Linked DNA regions of Mus musculus: region 2 is linked to region 1. A link is a contact called in public HiChIP or PLAC-seq data. All regions are on one chromosome and are shown on one strand. The core of a region is the stretch at or near the end of the contact, and the rest is flanking DNA. Distances in the headings are between cores, read along the strand shown. Region 1 holds the start of Slc8b1 (solute carrier family 8 (sodium/lithium/calcium exchanger), member B1). Region 2 overlaps Tpcn1 (two pore channel 1).

The links. HiChIP or PLAC-seq counts read pairs in DNA pulled down with a chosen protein or histone mark.
Region 2: a contact with region 1 is called in an H3K27ac HiChIP or PLAC-seq map of hepatocytes, with 2.3 times the contacts expected there. The contact joins the enhancer-like site here to the promoter of Slc8b1 in region 1. A contact is called at or near these places in 3 of 39 promoter capture datasets (the C10 cell line, macrophages and neural stem cells), 2 of 15 datasets of contacts at CTCF or cohesin (CD8 T cells and the G1E-ER4 cell line), 26 of 484 Hi-C or Micro-C datasets (the C2C12 cell line, CD4 T cells, CD8 T cells and 15 more), 33 of 115 datasets of contacts at active chromatin or transcription factors (the 3134 cell line, CD8 T cells, the HPC-7 cell line and 22 more) and 4 of 9 other capture datasets (adipose tissue, embryonic stem cells, liver and 1 more).

The regions. Positions count from the first base shown.
Region 1 is chr5:120,507,203-120,514,420 of GRCm38.p6, reverse strand. It overlaps Slc8b1 (solute carrier family 8 (sodium/lithium/calcium exchanger), member B1), which reads right to left and starts at 3,229. Exons shown (of 16, transcript NM_133221.2): 1 at 3,138-3,229; 2 at 1,089-1,301. The coding sequence starts at 1,244.
Region 2 is chr5:120,557,370-120,564,587 of GRCm38.p6, reverse strand. It overlaps Tpcn1 (two pore channel 1), which reads left to right. Exons shown (of 28, transcript NM_145853.2): 3 at 4,245-4,372; 4 at 6,642-6,818. Among named protein-coding and RNA genes, the nearest start is that of Tpcn1, 28 kb to the left of the region's middle. Within about 2 kb of position 3,902, at least 221 of the 459 cell types and tissues checked have an H3K27ac peak or open chromatin away from gene starts, as enhancers often do. A contact at or near this core is called in the C2C12 cell line, CD8 T cells, the HPC-7 cell line and 22 more, where this site is marked.

The DNA.
Region 1 (7,218 bases), core at 1,980-4,479:
CACTTCACTCACAGCCAACTTCACATCCTTGACCCGCAGAATCAGAACAGTAGCAACCAAGTTTATAAGCCAGTAACCGCAAACCGCCCACCCATCTGTAAAACCGGCTTAATTGCCCAATGGCCTTCTCATAGGGTGGGGTGGAGATACCCCTGCCTTGTAAACTTGGTGTAGGCGGCGCTTGAGCCTGTGATTTCTGACATGGAAAACACAGGTGTCAGGGCACAACTCAGTGGGTAGGATTACATGCCTAGCATGCTTGAGGCCCTGCATAATTCTACCCATGGTTCTACATAAAGCAGCCAGGCATGGTGACACACGCCTGGGATCCTAGCTCTCAGGAGCCGAAGGCTGGAGGATCAGTTCAGAGTTACTCTCCACTATGTTGTGAGTTTGAACCAGCCTGACAACCATCCCTCTGCTCCACACCCTCCTCTGGCTCCCGACTCTCACCCTCCAGCCTCAGTCCACAAAGCCTTTTTATCTTAAAAAAAAAAGATTTATTTATTATTATACATAAGTACACTGTAGCTGACTTCAGACACACTAGATCTCATTACGGGTGGTTGTGAGTCACCATGTGGTGGCTAGGATTTGAACTCAGGACCTTTAGGAAGAGCAGTCAGTGCTCTTACCCGCTGAGCCATCTCACCAGCCCCACAAAGCCTTTTATAATCAGGCCAACATCACCTTTCCACCCACCCGGTTAAACCTTATACATACTGATCAGCCCTTCCAGCCTCCTCGCTGTTCGGGAACACACTAAGCTAGAACCTGCCACCAGGCCTTTGCACTTGTTCCTAGCCTTTCCCCCACATGTCTGTCCCGTCAAAGAGGCTTTCCTCCTTTCCTTTAAAGCCTGGCTCCAAGATGACTGGTTCACAGAATAAGTTTGTCACAGACCACCGACCACTGCGGAAACGCACAGCCTCCCCACACACTGTTACTGGCCACACAGCTCACAGTTCTCTGAAATCTCTAACTTTATCTGAGGATTCCTGTAGATCCCAGGGTTGTAATGATTAGCTGGGACTACAACAGACACGCCCCCAACCCGACTCGCCTTCCTGCCCCGACCAGGTACTCACATCCGCCATGGCAGTCTGGTTGACACTTCCAGCTGAAAACTGGATGTGTCCATGGGCTTTTGTGGATGGGTCTCCGGTCCCAGACGCCGTCTCCAGTATCAGAGCCACACAGAGGAAGACAGGAGCCCAGAGCAGAGCCAGCCATCTGCTTGCCATGGGCCCCTTGAGGCCTGACCAGAGCCCTCTCTGCTCACGGGCTGGCTGCTCTAGTGCCTGCAGGGTAGGGTAAGAGGAGGGGATTTTAGCATATGCATGGCCTCAGGAGGAGGGGCCCAGAGACCTTTCCCAGCTAAGCCAAGTCCCTATCCACCCATTTAGAAACCCCATTCCATTCCGTAGCCCTCCTGGGCCTGCATCACGTGCTTCCTGTTCTGGAGCACCACACCCACAACCCATAGGTGACTCCGAGATCTGCCCCTCACCCGGACATCAGGTCTGCAAGAAGCTTAGGGAACGAGCCAGACTGTATGAGAAATATTCACTTGCAAGAACTAGGAACTCAGACTTTCGGAATTTTTTTTTTCTCCTTTTTTGGGTGGGACATCAAAGATGGACCCCAGCGACTTATATATGCTAGGCAAGCACTCTACCACTGGGCTATAATCCCAGTGATTTTTAGTTGTTTGTTGAGTCAGGCTAGCCTGGGAATTCATGAGGTAGCCCAGGCTGCCCTTGAGCTAGTGACCATCCTCTTGCTTCTAGTTTGGAAGTGTCGGGATTATAAATTTGAAGCACGACCCCCTTCTACCCTATTCCTACTTTTTGTTTTGTTTTGTTTTTCGAGACAGGGTTTCTCTGTGTAGCCCAGGCTGTCCTGGAACTCACTCCGTAGAGCAGACTGGCCTTGAACTCAGAAATCCGCCTGCCTCTGCTTCCCGAGTGCTGGGATTAAAGGCGTGTGCCACCACTGGCAGGGTCTCCTCTATCTGCTAGGCTGACCTTGAGCACATATTTCTTTTGCCTCAGCCTCTTGGGTGGCTGAGATGTCAGATGTGCACCAGCCCCTGGGTCCCAGCCTTAAAAGCACACATCTGAGGTGGACTTGGTTGTGATCAAAGACGGTATATCACACCTCACAACCTGCTGTGGTATCCTTCCATGGGGAAACTGAGGCACTGGGAAGCAACCTCACTCTCGGTTTTCACTGTCAGCTCAAGTGCCACACCACATTGCCCTCTCTGAGTGTTCACCAGGCTGTCCCCAGAGTCATGTGGCAAGGGAGAAAACCAGAAAGCCAACCGTCCTTGGATGGAGAAATCGAGGCCAGGAGGGAAGTGAGTTGCTCAAAGGCGCCTAAACTGGGACCAGCCGAATCGGCGGGTGGGGCTGCAATATGAATAACCCACTTCCTCCAGCCAGGGGGAAAGAGCTTTATTTTTCTGTCCAAGCAGAAAACTGGCTCCGAGTCTTAGGCAGGCTGCCCCAAGTGTTTTGTGCATTTTATTTTCTGCAAGCAGGGAGCCAAAGGCCATCTGAGCTTTATTTGAGGGGGTGTGATTCTTTACACAAGCATTTCTAAATCGCCACCCCCGGGGGGGGGGGGGAAGAGGGCAAAGGACAAGATAGGACCCCAGAGGAAGAAGGGAATACAGCCACTTCCTCACCTGTTGACAGAAAACGAGTCTCTCCCCTCCGCTTTCTAGCTACTCCACTTGGCACGGGCGTGGAGTGGAAAAACACAGAACCCTTCAGTTCCCTCTCTGCATTTTCTGGGTGGGCAGCCTGAGGGGAGGGGGGGCTGGGCTTATGGCCTCTGGGTCCGCATCTGTGAAATGGACTCTAGCGCTGACCCAAGGGACAGCCAGACACCGCGTCCTCAAGTCACCTCCACTCCAGTTTCTTCTACTCATTTCCAAATAAGCTCGCATGAAGCGCCTCCGGCAATGCGGACACCTGTGTGCTGCGGCGTTGGTGAAGTGGGCAGACTTGACGGCGAGGGATGGGGTTGGGAATCGGGAAGCACTTTCTGATTTTGGGGTCCCAGCTGAAAGCGGATTTGAGAAGCTGAAGTTGGAGCGACGAGTGCACAGGCTGCGAAGCTCCTCTTACCTCGGGCGGGGCCTGGATCCGCGACCTCGGAGTCTTCCTCTAGCCGGATGGCCAGCGCCACAACCTTCCGCCCCTAGAGTCCTGGCCCGGAGCAGCCTGGCCACGCCCCCACAACCTCCACTCCGCCTACTTGCCAGTCGGGCCACGCCCGAGCCTCTCTGTCCCCGCCCAAGACACGCCCTTTAAGGCTCGCCCCGCCCCAGCTCTTAAAGACACAGCCTCCCAGCCGAGGGTGGGGGTTGTGAGCTGTTCCCTGTTGTCTTCCCCATTCTCCACCTGCTTTCTGTCCCCAGCCTGTCACTTCTGCTTTCAGGTAGATGCTATATTGAAAGCACGTGGGTTATAGACTTCAGGAGGCCCGAGAGAAGTCTAAGGGGAGCGGGGGGGGGGGGGGGAGTTGGGGGAAGCTTAGAGTTTCTGTTACTGAGGGTGGTATGGAAGGGTGAGAGCTATAGTAAAGTAAGGGGAAACGTGGCATGGTGGTGGTGTATGCCCATAGTTCTGGCCTTTCAGAGGCAGAGGCAGGAGGATTGTGATATTAAGGCCAGTCTGAGCATCCCAGCAAGACATTTTCTCAGTATGACGGTAATAAAGGTGATGGTGATAATGATGGTGGTGGTGATGATTTAAACGGTCTCCTGCTGCCTGCAAGCAGTCTGGTTGTAGAGCCTGAAATGCCTGGATCTGACATTTGTCAGCATTCCCCTCTCCAGCACACACTAAGCCACCGAGCTGCACCCCAACCTAGAAGACTACAGCAAACATCAAGATGGGCAGTGGTATAGCCCTGCAACCTCAGCTTTTCTCAGGAGGCTGGGGGGATTAAAAACAAATTCAAAAAGCCTGACCAGGTTCCAGTTCAAGGGCAGCATCTGCATTTAGTAAGGCCGTTTCCCAGAATGCAAAGTGAAAAGGGGGGCTTAGGTGCGGTGGGAAATTCAGTGGCAGGGTGCTTGCTGAGTGTTCTCAGAGCCTTAGGATTAGTCCCCAGACCATGATTAATTAAAGAGCACGCCCAGCGGGGCTGCTGAGATGGCACAGTGGGTAATGATGTGGGCACTGATGCTAAGCCCCACGACCTGAGCTTGATCCCTAGAACCCAACAGTGACGAAGATCTTACTCCTGGAGGTTGTCCTCTGGTTTCCACATGTGTACCATGGTATGTGCACACACAGACACAGACACACACACACACACGCACACACACACACATGCATGTACACACAGACACACACATGCACACACACACATGTGTGCACACAGACACACGCACATATGCACGCCTGCACACACGTTCATGAACACACACGTGCTCGCATGTACGTGTACACACACACACAGTGTAAAGTATTAAACTGTGTTAAACTGTATCAGTAGTACTTCATCTGTCATGGTAAGAGTTGAACAGGTGGGAGGAAGAGGAAACTTCAGTCAGGATGTAAAGTAAAGAAAATGAAATCAAAATAGAGTTGAGTGGTAGAACTGCCAGAACCCCAGTTGCCGGCACCACTATGCTTTTCTGTGTCTTTGTTTGCTTGCTTTGAGATGGGATCTCACTAAGTAGAACCAGAACCAGCCATATAGACCAAGCTCACAGATCTGTCCTCTCGGCCTCCTAGTGCTTTACCACCAAAGGCATGTACCACCAAGGCTCACCATCCTCACCACAGTTCTCGAGTGCACAGGACCTGCTTCAAATGTGTCACGTGTCACAAAGAGCAGGGGCACGTGCGTGCGTGCACGCGCGCACGGGGTGGGGGACAGTATTGAATTCCTCCCCTGGAAGGGGAAGATTTCCGACATGTATCAGTTAGCTATTGCTGCGTAACAACCATTCCCAAAGTGACAGATCTAATCCACCAACATCTTAATATATGTCTGAGTGTCTGAGAGGCATGATTTTGGGAGAGTTGCCGTGTAAAGGTTCCGACCCAAGCCCTTCTTCTGCTTGCATGTCCAGCCCGAGCCCGAGGCTGCTCAGACATTTGCTTTTCTCTGCAGAGCCTCAGGGATTCTTCCCCGTGGACTCCCCATTTTACATAGCTGATTCCTGGGCTTCTCCAGCACAGGCTATGCCAAGGTAGATGTGTGCTCATAAGATACCTCAGGAGGAGTCAGTACAGGGGACTGGAGAGCAAAAGGAGAGCTAACTATACCCCCTTCTGGGAATTTATGGCAGAAGTTAAGAGTGCCACTTCCCCCATAGCCACTGTGGAGAGGGAAACAGCCCCTGACTCTCCCAGGGCATGTGAGATGACCAAGACTCTGCCGTGACCATATTTGGAAAGTATCAGCTGCCTCTGTGTTTTGGTCCACAGAAGTGTCCAGCAGGGGCTTTTGTGAGAACCAGAGTGGGACTATATTGTGTGTCAGGAAAGGAAAGGCCCCAAGTTCCACTGAGAGGATGACTGCCCAGGGCACCATGTGCGGGCTTGCCCTGTCTTCAGTCTCTATTTTGAGGCAAGCTCTCTCTGTGTAGCATAGTCTGCCTTGGATCCCTGATCAACCTCCTGAGTGCTTACATCACAAGCACATGCAGGCATGCAGCTCCTGCCCCCAGTCCCTTAGGAACTAACCCCAAGTCAATAAAAGCTGGGCTGGGCTGGGCTGGCCTGTAGTTTATTTGACCAGCATCAAAGCCCTGGGTTCCATCGCCTCTATTACATAAACCTGGCGTGCTAGGGCACACCTGTAATCCCAGCGCTCAGAAGAGGACTGGGAGGTGTGTTAGTCAGGGTTCTCTAGCGTCACAGAACATATGGAATGTCTCTCTATATTAGGGAAATTTGTTGTGATGATGTATGGTCTGTAGTCTAACTACCCCCAACAATGGGCAGCTGTGAATGGGAAGTCCAAGGATCTAGCAGTTGCTCAGTCCCACAAGGCTGGGTGTTTCAGCTGGTCTTCTGTAGAAGTAGGTTCCAACAGATGTGCTGGCAAGTAAGTGCAAGCAGGCAAGGAAGAGCAGATCTTCCTTCTTCCAATGTCCTTATATAGGTCTCCAGCAGAAGAGGTGGCCCAGATTAAAGGTGTGTACCACCATGCCTAAATCTGATATTTATTTTGTCCCAGGCTGCCCTTGAACTCGGAGGTCTCCTTGCCTTCCTCTCCTGGGATTAAAGGTGTATACTATCCTGCCCTGGCCTAAGCTTTTCATAGCCACTATGCCTCACCATCTCCATGCCAAGATCCAGGTCAGAAACCTGCGTCTTCCAGCCTCAAGACCTGGATCACAGGTGTGCCCTCCAGTACTAGATTGTAGTTCATTCCAGATATAGTCACGTTGACAACCAGGAATAGCCATTACAGGAGGTCTAGGTCAACCTTGGCTACTGAGTAAATTCAAGGGCAGCCTGGGCTTACAAAGGATTCCATCTTAAAAACAAAAAAACAAAAAAAAAATCAAAACAAAACTGGGTAGTAGTGGTGGTGGGCAGCAGCAAGAGCGCTTGCATGCTTTGGGTGCAAAAGGCAGGTGGATATCTGAGTTCAAGGCCAGCCTGGTCTACAGAGGGACTTCCAGGACAGCCAGGGTTACACAATAACCCTGTTTGTTTCAAACAACAATAACAGCAACAACAGCAGTAACAACAACAACCAAACGAAGCAACCAAAGCAAACTGCAGCTACTGACTGGGGACCCACAATACTTGTGTGTATGTGCCCTGCAGGAGGGGAGCTGTAATCTCCATTTCACTAATGGGAGAAGCAGCTGTTGGCGGGGTGGAGATGAAGTGTTTGTCCCCAGGGCTTGCAATGGGAAGAGGAAAAGTCTGGATGGCAGCCATGTCTTCCCCTCCAGGTTTGATCTCCTGGTTCACACACAGGTTAAGGCCAAATCTGCCCCCATACTTATTCAGCATGCCCACGGGTTTCGAAGATCAGGTTGTGGGTGGCAGCTGGGACATAGTAAAAGAACCTGGGGACAATTCTTGCAGAAGTGGTCAGGGGTAGCCAAAGTGGAAAGAGAAATGGAACTTTCTATTTCAATCTAAGAGGCCTTGAGACCAAGAGGTTCCTTAAAGATTCATGAACCTCACCTTAACTAGTTCTCTTCTCAGTGATGCCCTCACCTTAACT
Region 2 (7,218 bases), core at 2,653-5,152, 49 kb before region 1:
ACAACATACATACACAAACACAGACATATATACACAAACACACACATACACATATTCAAATAAATACATATACACACAAATATACATACACATAAACACAACATAAACATACATACATGCATACACAAACACACATACATGCACAAATACATATACATATATAATACACATAAACAAATAACACCAAACACGCATGGACACAGATACACAAACACACCAAACACACACATACATATACACACAAACACACATTCATAAACAACACATACATATACACACATTTACACACAAACACACATACACATAAACACACAAACACATGTACACATAAACCACAAACACACACACACCAGATTTCTCTGGTATAGAAAAGGTCTTGGGGCAGGATGTTGAGAGGACAAGATCACGAAAGTGCCTGGGTTGGTCCACAGGAGAGATGGCTCCAGCTGTGGCAGAGAGGAGGAGCCTGTGAGAAGATTAAAGACAGTTAACAGCCTGAGCTATATAGAGCGAGTTCAAGGACAACCAAGGCCACACAGAAAGACCTTGTCTGGAAAAACCGTGAATGCACACACACACACACACACACACACACACACACACACACACACACACACGAAGACAATTAAACTGACACATGTAACTTTTTTATACAGTATTTGGTGCTTGTTGGCAGTGGCCAGACAGGGAGGGTTTGAAGCTGGAATCTGTGTGGAGCCTTTTTTTTTTTTTTTGATCCTAGGGGCGGGCCCATCAACTTCCTGAGGCCTCCTCGGCCTGTGTTGATTCAGCTGTTGCCTGTGCAGTTACAGGCCGAGGATAGTACACTCCCATTCTGCCTCCTCGCAGCCCCCCACCCCCCATGCTCCTCCGCCAGCCCGTGTTCCCCAGGAACATCCCAAGAGCCTCATCATTGGTCCTCTGAGTCCAGACAGAGTTTCTCACATCTGGACTCAGTGCCAGCTGCGGAAGTGCAGAAGGCGATGCTCTCCCTAGTGAGGAAGAAGCTACTCGGTATCTGGTGCTCAGGCCAGGCCCTGTAGGTGTGTGGCCATTTTAGTGCACGCTAGACTGGCTGGTGGACTGTGGTTCACGAGGCAAAGGGAGAGTGGCTCATGTGTGCTAACACTGTTACTGTTCTCTTAGAGCCGAGCTGCTAGGTTGTGTTGTTAGAGGGCCTCTGTCTGGGCAGAGTCTGCAGGGCCGGAGTGTGGAGTTGTTTCTCGGGCCACCTGCATCTGCCAGTGAGAGTGGAGAATGATTTTTCCTGGGAATTTGTTTGGCGGGTTTTTCTTTCTCCTTTTGGAGGCAGTGTCTCACTGTAACCCAAACTTGTTAGGATCTCCCCGCCCCGGTCCCCAAAGTACTGGGCTTGCATCGGGCCAGCCACCGCGCCTGGCCTGGTTTGTGCTTCGGAGGTTACACTTGTGACTGGTCACCTGACCTCTGGAGCGAGCTTGCTCCACCGCCTAGCCCTCGGCGGCTGTCGGGGCGGACACTGGATACTTAAGGACACAGTTACAGGGTGGAGTATACTCAGTAATCCAGAACTGACTGACTAGCCAAACAGCAGGGATGCATTTCAGATTGCATAGACTGAGAGGCAGGCAGGTGTGCAGACCGGACAGAACCTCTTACAGAACACTGTAAGGCTTGCAGGGACACCAGGCAGGGTGTTGGCTGAGTGATTCTCTGCAGCCAGACAGGAAACCGAGGAAGCCATGACTCTTTCAGTCTTTTATTTAGATTTATTTATGTATTTTTGGTTTTTCAATACAGGGTCTCACTCTGTAGACCAGGCTGGCCTTGCCTTCAAAGATCTGCCTGCTGGGATTGAAGGTGTGTGCCACCACCACCACCTGGCTTCATTTTTATTTATCCTTTTAGTTTAGTTTAGTTTTTGTTTTTGTTTTTTTAAAGATTTATTTATTATTATAAATGAGTACACTGTTGCTGTCTTCAGACACCAGAAGAGGGCATCAGATCTCATTACAGGTGGTTGTGAGCCAACATGTGGTTGCTGGGATTTGAACTCATGACTTTCGGAAGAGCAGTCAGTGCTCTTAACCTCTGAGCCATCTCGCCAGCCCTAGTTTAGTTTTTTATGGTGCTGGGGATTGACTCCTGGCCTCGAGCAAAATAAGGTTGTGCTCTCCTGCTGAGCTGTGCTCCTGGCCTACTTGCTTTTAACTTGTTTGTTTGAGACAGGATCTTGCTATGTCTGGACCACTTTTACTTTTGATGTATGTATGTATGTATGTATGTATGTATGTATGTATGTACCTGTCTGTCTGTCTGCCCGTCCGTCCATCCATCCATCCATCCATCCATCCATCCATCCATCTGAGACAGAGTCTTGTCACAGCCCTGGCCAATGACCTTGCTATATAGACCAGGCTAGCCTTGACCTTAAAGCGATTCACCTCCCCTTTACCTCTGAAGTGCTATGACTAAAAAGCATGTGCCATCAGACTAGGCTTATTTTTTAAACTCCTAATACGTGTTTATTTACTGTGTCTGTTTGTACATCGTGCACATGTGGAAGTTAGAGGCCAAGGTGGGGATCAGTTCTCTCCTGGGGTGGGGGTGGGGGTGTCAAATTCATGTCCTTAAGCTAGGCAGCAAGAGCCTTACCCTAACCCTCTGGGCCCTCTCTCCTGTAGATCCTACATTTTATTCTGAGGCAGAGATTTCACTCTGGATTTGAACTCTGTAATTTGCAGTGCTCCTGCCTCACAAACCTGGGACTCCCACTCATTTAACAACTTCTTCTTCTTCTTCTTCTTCTTCTTCTTCTTCTTCTTCTTCTTCTTCTTCTTCTTCTTCTTCTTCTCCTTCTCCTTCTCCTTCTCCTTCTCCTTCTCCTTCTCCTTCTCCTTCTCCTTCTCCTTCTCCTTCTCCTTCTCCTTCTCCTTCTCCTTCTCCTTCTCCTTCTCCTTCTCCTTCTCCTCCTCCTCCTCCTCCTCCTCCTCCTCCTCCTCCTCCTCCTCCTCCTCCTCCTCCTTCTTTTAAAGATTTATTTATTACATGTAAGTACACTAGCCGTGTGAATAACTGTACCTAAACACCGGGTTCCTCCTATTGAGAACTCGTTTGCTGTGGCTTATGGGGAACCAGATTGTCATAGATTAATTTCTCCTCTGTAAATTAACCGCGTGGGACTCACTGCCCCGTGTTCACATTCACGGAGGGGGGAATCAGGAGAGATGGAGGATTGTGACAAGCCAGGCTAACGAGCTTTGGAAGTCAAAGGGTCCCCATTGGTTGACCCTTCTGAGGCAGCCAGGAGCACCGAAAGAGCTCCTCTTTCCCAGCTGACCCAGGACAGGTGCCAAACTCAGCTCCAGTTGGCTGGCTCCAGTGCTCGCCCATGATCCCTGGGCTCTGCCGGCAAGTCCAGGTCAGCTGCCTGTGAGCCAGAGCCGCCTCTGTCCAAGCCAAACACTGTGGCCGAGGGTGGGAGCGAGGGTGGGAGCCGGCACTGTGCCGGAACAAAGCAGCCCGGGGTTCTGGGAGAGGTGATCAAGGGTGGGAGCAAAAAAGCAACAGATGGTCCTGTCCGTGCCCTCCCTCCCACCCCAGGGGAAAGGGGAGGACTCACTGTGGTTAAATGATTGACTCAGCCGGATTGCCACAAGCTTCCAAAAGTCAAACGTCTGTGCAGTAAGCCCTCCCTTCTGACCGCCCTCGGTCCTCATAGACAGCTAGATTCTTTCTTGCTTTTCTTCCTGCTTTTTTTTTTTTCCTAAATATATATAGACATGTGTAGGTTTAGCCTTTCCCTCCCCCCACTCCCTCTGGTCTTTTCTACTTCTTTTTCTTTTTTAAGAGTTACATGTATCTGTTTACTGAAGGGGTTGGCCTGTCTTCACGCCCCTCCTCCCACCATGGGAGCCCCAGGGAGTGAACTCAGGCCGTCCAGCTTGGTAAAAGGCACCTTTATCCACTGATCTATCTTGCTGGCACATTTTTTTTCCTCCTTCTTATTTAAGAGAAAGTATTTTTGACCAGCTTCCCTGATGGTTGTTGCTAGAAATACAGATTGGCACATGGACAGACTGACCACCCACTGGGCCCCCACACCGGCAGCAGAAGACCTTGCCACATTGGGCGTAGCCTGATCCTAGGAGACCTCAAAGTCCGCCCCTACAGTGACACACTTCCTCCAACAAGGATTCAAACTATGGGGGCCATTCCTATTCAAACCACCACGGCTTCTGAGTTTCTTCCCTCTCCTAACACAGATGGGGGCAGCCACAGCATCCACAACTCCCAGGTCCCCAGTCTGGTCTCCGGAGCGGACAGCCCCCCCTCCAGTCCCACCGGACACAACTGGGAGATGAATTATCAAGAGGCGGCAATCTACCTCCAGGTGAGTGGGTCTGGGTCAGTGTCTGGGGGGAGGCCCTGGAGGCTGGAGTGAGGGGGAGGGGCGTGCTTAGCACAGCAGCTCAGAAGCGAGGCTGGGCTCTGCTTAGTGGTCTCTGCTCCAGACAAGAAGCAGGGGGGGGGGGTGCAGGGGTGGAGAATGGTCCAGGGATGGAGGGGGGAGCTCACCTGGTTGTGCCATAGGAACTTGTGTGCCCGGTCCTCCTCTGAGCCCCATTTGTGGCTGAGCCTGCTCTAGGTCTGTGCCTTCTGTCTTCCAGGACCACACAGACAGACCTAGTCAGTCCTTAGGGGACATTTTATCTGCCTTGGATGGTAGCAAAAGGTTGTTCATGCAATGGGTGGCTCCAGGGTCTGGTCTCCTCACGTGCCCTGTTGCTGTTGTCTGGCCTGATAGTTCATGGTTGTTTTGGGGGGTAGGGTTTTTTTTTTTTTTTTTTTTTGAGAAAGGGTCACTTTATGTAGTCTGGAACTCACAGAGATTCTCCTGCCTCTGGCTCCTGATTGTTGGGATCAAAGGCATGGGCCACTATGGCTAGTACTGTTTAGGGATTTTTTTTTTCTTTAAAGCGGTACTTTTCTTTAAAACTACTACATGCTTGTTAACATAAATTCAGATAGTCTCAGGCAACATAATTTTCTCCATTTTGTTTAAGAAACCGGGTCTCACTGTGTAGCCCTGGCTGCCCTGAAACTTGTTGTGTAGACCTGGCTAGCCTCAATCTCACAGAGCCCTACTTGCCTCTGCCTCAGGAGTGCTGGGATTTCAAGTGCGCGCCCGCCTCCTGCAGCCCAGGAGAAGGCCCGGTCTCTGTGTATGTGGGATGCGGGCCCTGGGTGGTGCATCAAGGGCGGCGGCTGCCAGTGGCTCCCTCTGCTCTTCCCTTGGACTGTTAACTTTCTCTCTCACCCCAGAGAACCATGAGTGTAGAGGTTCTGGTGCCCTGGAGACTTGAACTCCAGAGAGCAGAGGCCTGGGGTGGTTGGTCTGTACACAAACCCAGAGCTCTGTTTGGGAGCTGAGTTAGATCTTACGGTGTGGATGCTCAGCCCGTCTTTGCTGGTAGAGAGAAACGAGCCCTACCAGCCATCCCCTGGGCGGTTATTGATCCTGGAGTTGGGAGCCGAGCCTCCTATCAGGCTGTCTCTAGCCACACCTTCTCCCCTAGCTGTTGGTAGGAAAAATTGCACAAGAACTGCCTATTTTTAGTAATCTAAAGCAGAAGCTTCCATGCCCCCAAGGCCGCCGTGAGATGGTGGGAGACTCCACCCCGCTCAGACCATGGGGTTCTTCTGCGGCCTCCCCTGGGCACGACCTGCCTTTGCTTCCTCCGTCTGGTCTGGGCTGCGGTTTGTCTTCTGTGATCGGCAAGGGCAGCAGCGTGTGCAGCTGCGACTGAATCTCCTGTCAGCTCTGGCTATGGTCTCCTGGGAAGGGGAAGAGGGTCATGGGGAAGACGGGGAAGACAGGGTGCCCCCCCAGCCCCACCCCACCCCCAGTGTGAGTGCTTTTTCACTGCATTCCCAGATGTGGGAATCTGTCGCAGCCTTTTCTCCAGGACGTTGAGCCATAGAGGTGTGTGTGAGTGAGTGAGGTGCAGCCTCAGTACTGTGGCGTTTTCGGTGCAGCCCCGTGGGGGGCTGTTGTATGCGTCACAGGACACCGAGGGGTGTCCTGGAGTCTGTCCAATGTGAAATTGGGGTGCTGTAGTCACCCATGTAAAAAAAATCCCTAAGCAAGGAGCTAAGTGTACACAGAGTGCAACAGAGGCTCTATTGGACAGGGCTATGCTATACGAGCCTCACTGGGAATGGCTCCTCCCAAGTGTTACTATCATTCACTGTCCCGTGGCCACAGTTTGGTGTGCCGGCCATCAGAATCCTGGCATTAAGTTCCCGTATCTTCGATCTCCGGGAAGCTCCAGCCTGGTCCTGTTCACCATTGTGGAGGAAGGCAGGGAACTTTGCCATGCCTGCAGAGAAGGCTGAGGAAGGAAGCCTGGGCCAAGCTGCTAGTCTGGCCTATGCATAGACTCTTCATGCCTAAGAATTTACCCCCTGTAAGGATCAGACAATTCTCCGAGCCCTCCTGGTTTGGCAGGTTTAAGCAGCAGCTCCTGGGTGGGCAGCAGGCAGAGGCGGGGCTAACCTGCCTGAGCCCTGTGTGACCCTCTGTGACCAGCCCCACTTTCTGCCCTTGCACCTCCTGGGCACCTTTGTGCTCGCATGCTCAGGCTCTCCTGTCTTTGTAGGAAGGTCAGAACAACGACAAGTTCTTCACCCACCCCAAGGATGCCAGAGCGCTGGCGGCCTACCTCTTCGTCCACAACCACTTCTTCTACATGATGGAGCTGCTCACGGCCCTGCTCCTGCTGCTGCTGTCGCTGTGCGAGTCCCCCGCTGTCCCCGTGCTCAAGCTGCACACTTACGTGAGTGCCCCGGGGGAAAAGGGAGCCATGATGCTCCTGTCAGTGATTTCAGGGGACCTAACACGGAACATTCCAGAAGCACAGAGAGGAGGTGCAGCTCCTCCCTGCTCCCAGCCAGAGTGGGTGCGCTTCCGTTTCCCAGTGACTCTGTGGACAGGCAGGGGCCTTGCAGAGCTCACTCAGAGGCCTGTCTCACTGGGCTACGCTGTGGTCACGCCTGGGAGAGCCACAGCCCACGTTGGTGTGGATGAAGCCCCACTATGGGTCTTCCTGGGGTCACTGTCCTCTGTCCTTTGTTTAGAGAGTTGGCTGTTTATATGTCCTTCTTTTAAAAAAAATTAGTTATTACTAGCCTGTGTGTGTGCATGTGTGTATCTGTGAGTGTCCGTGTGTCTGTGTG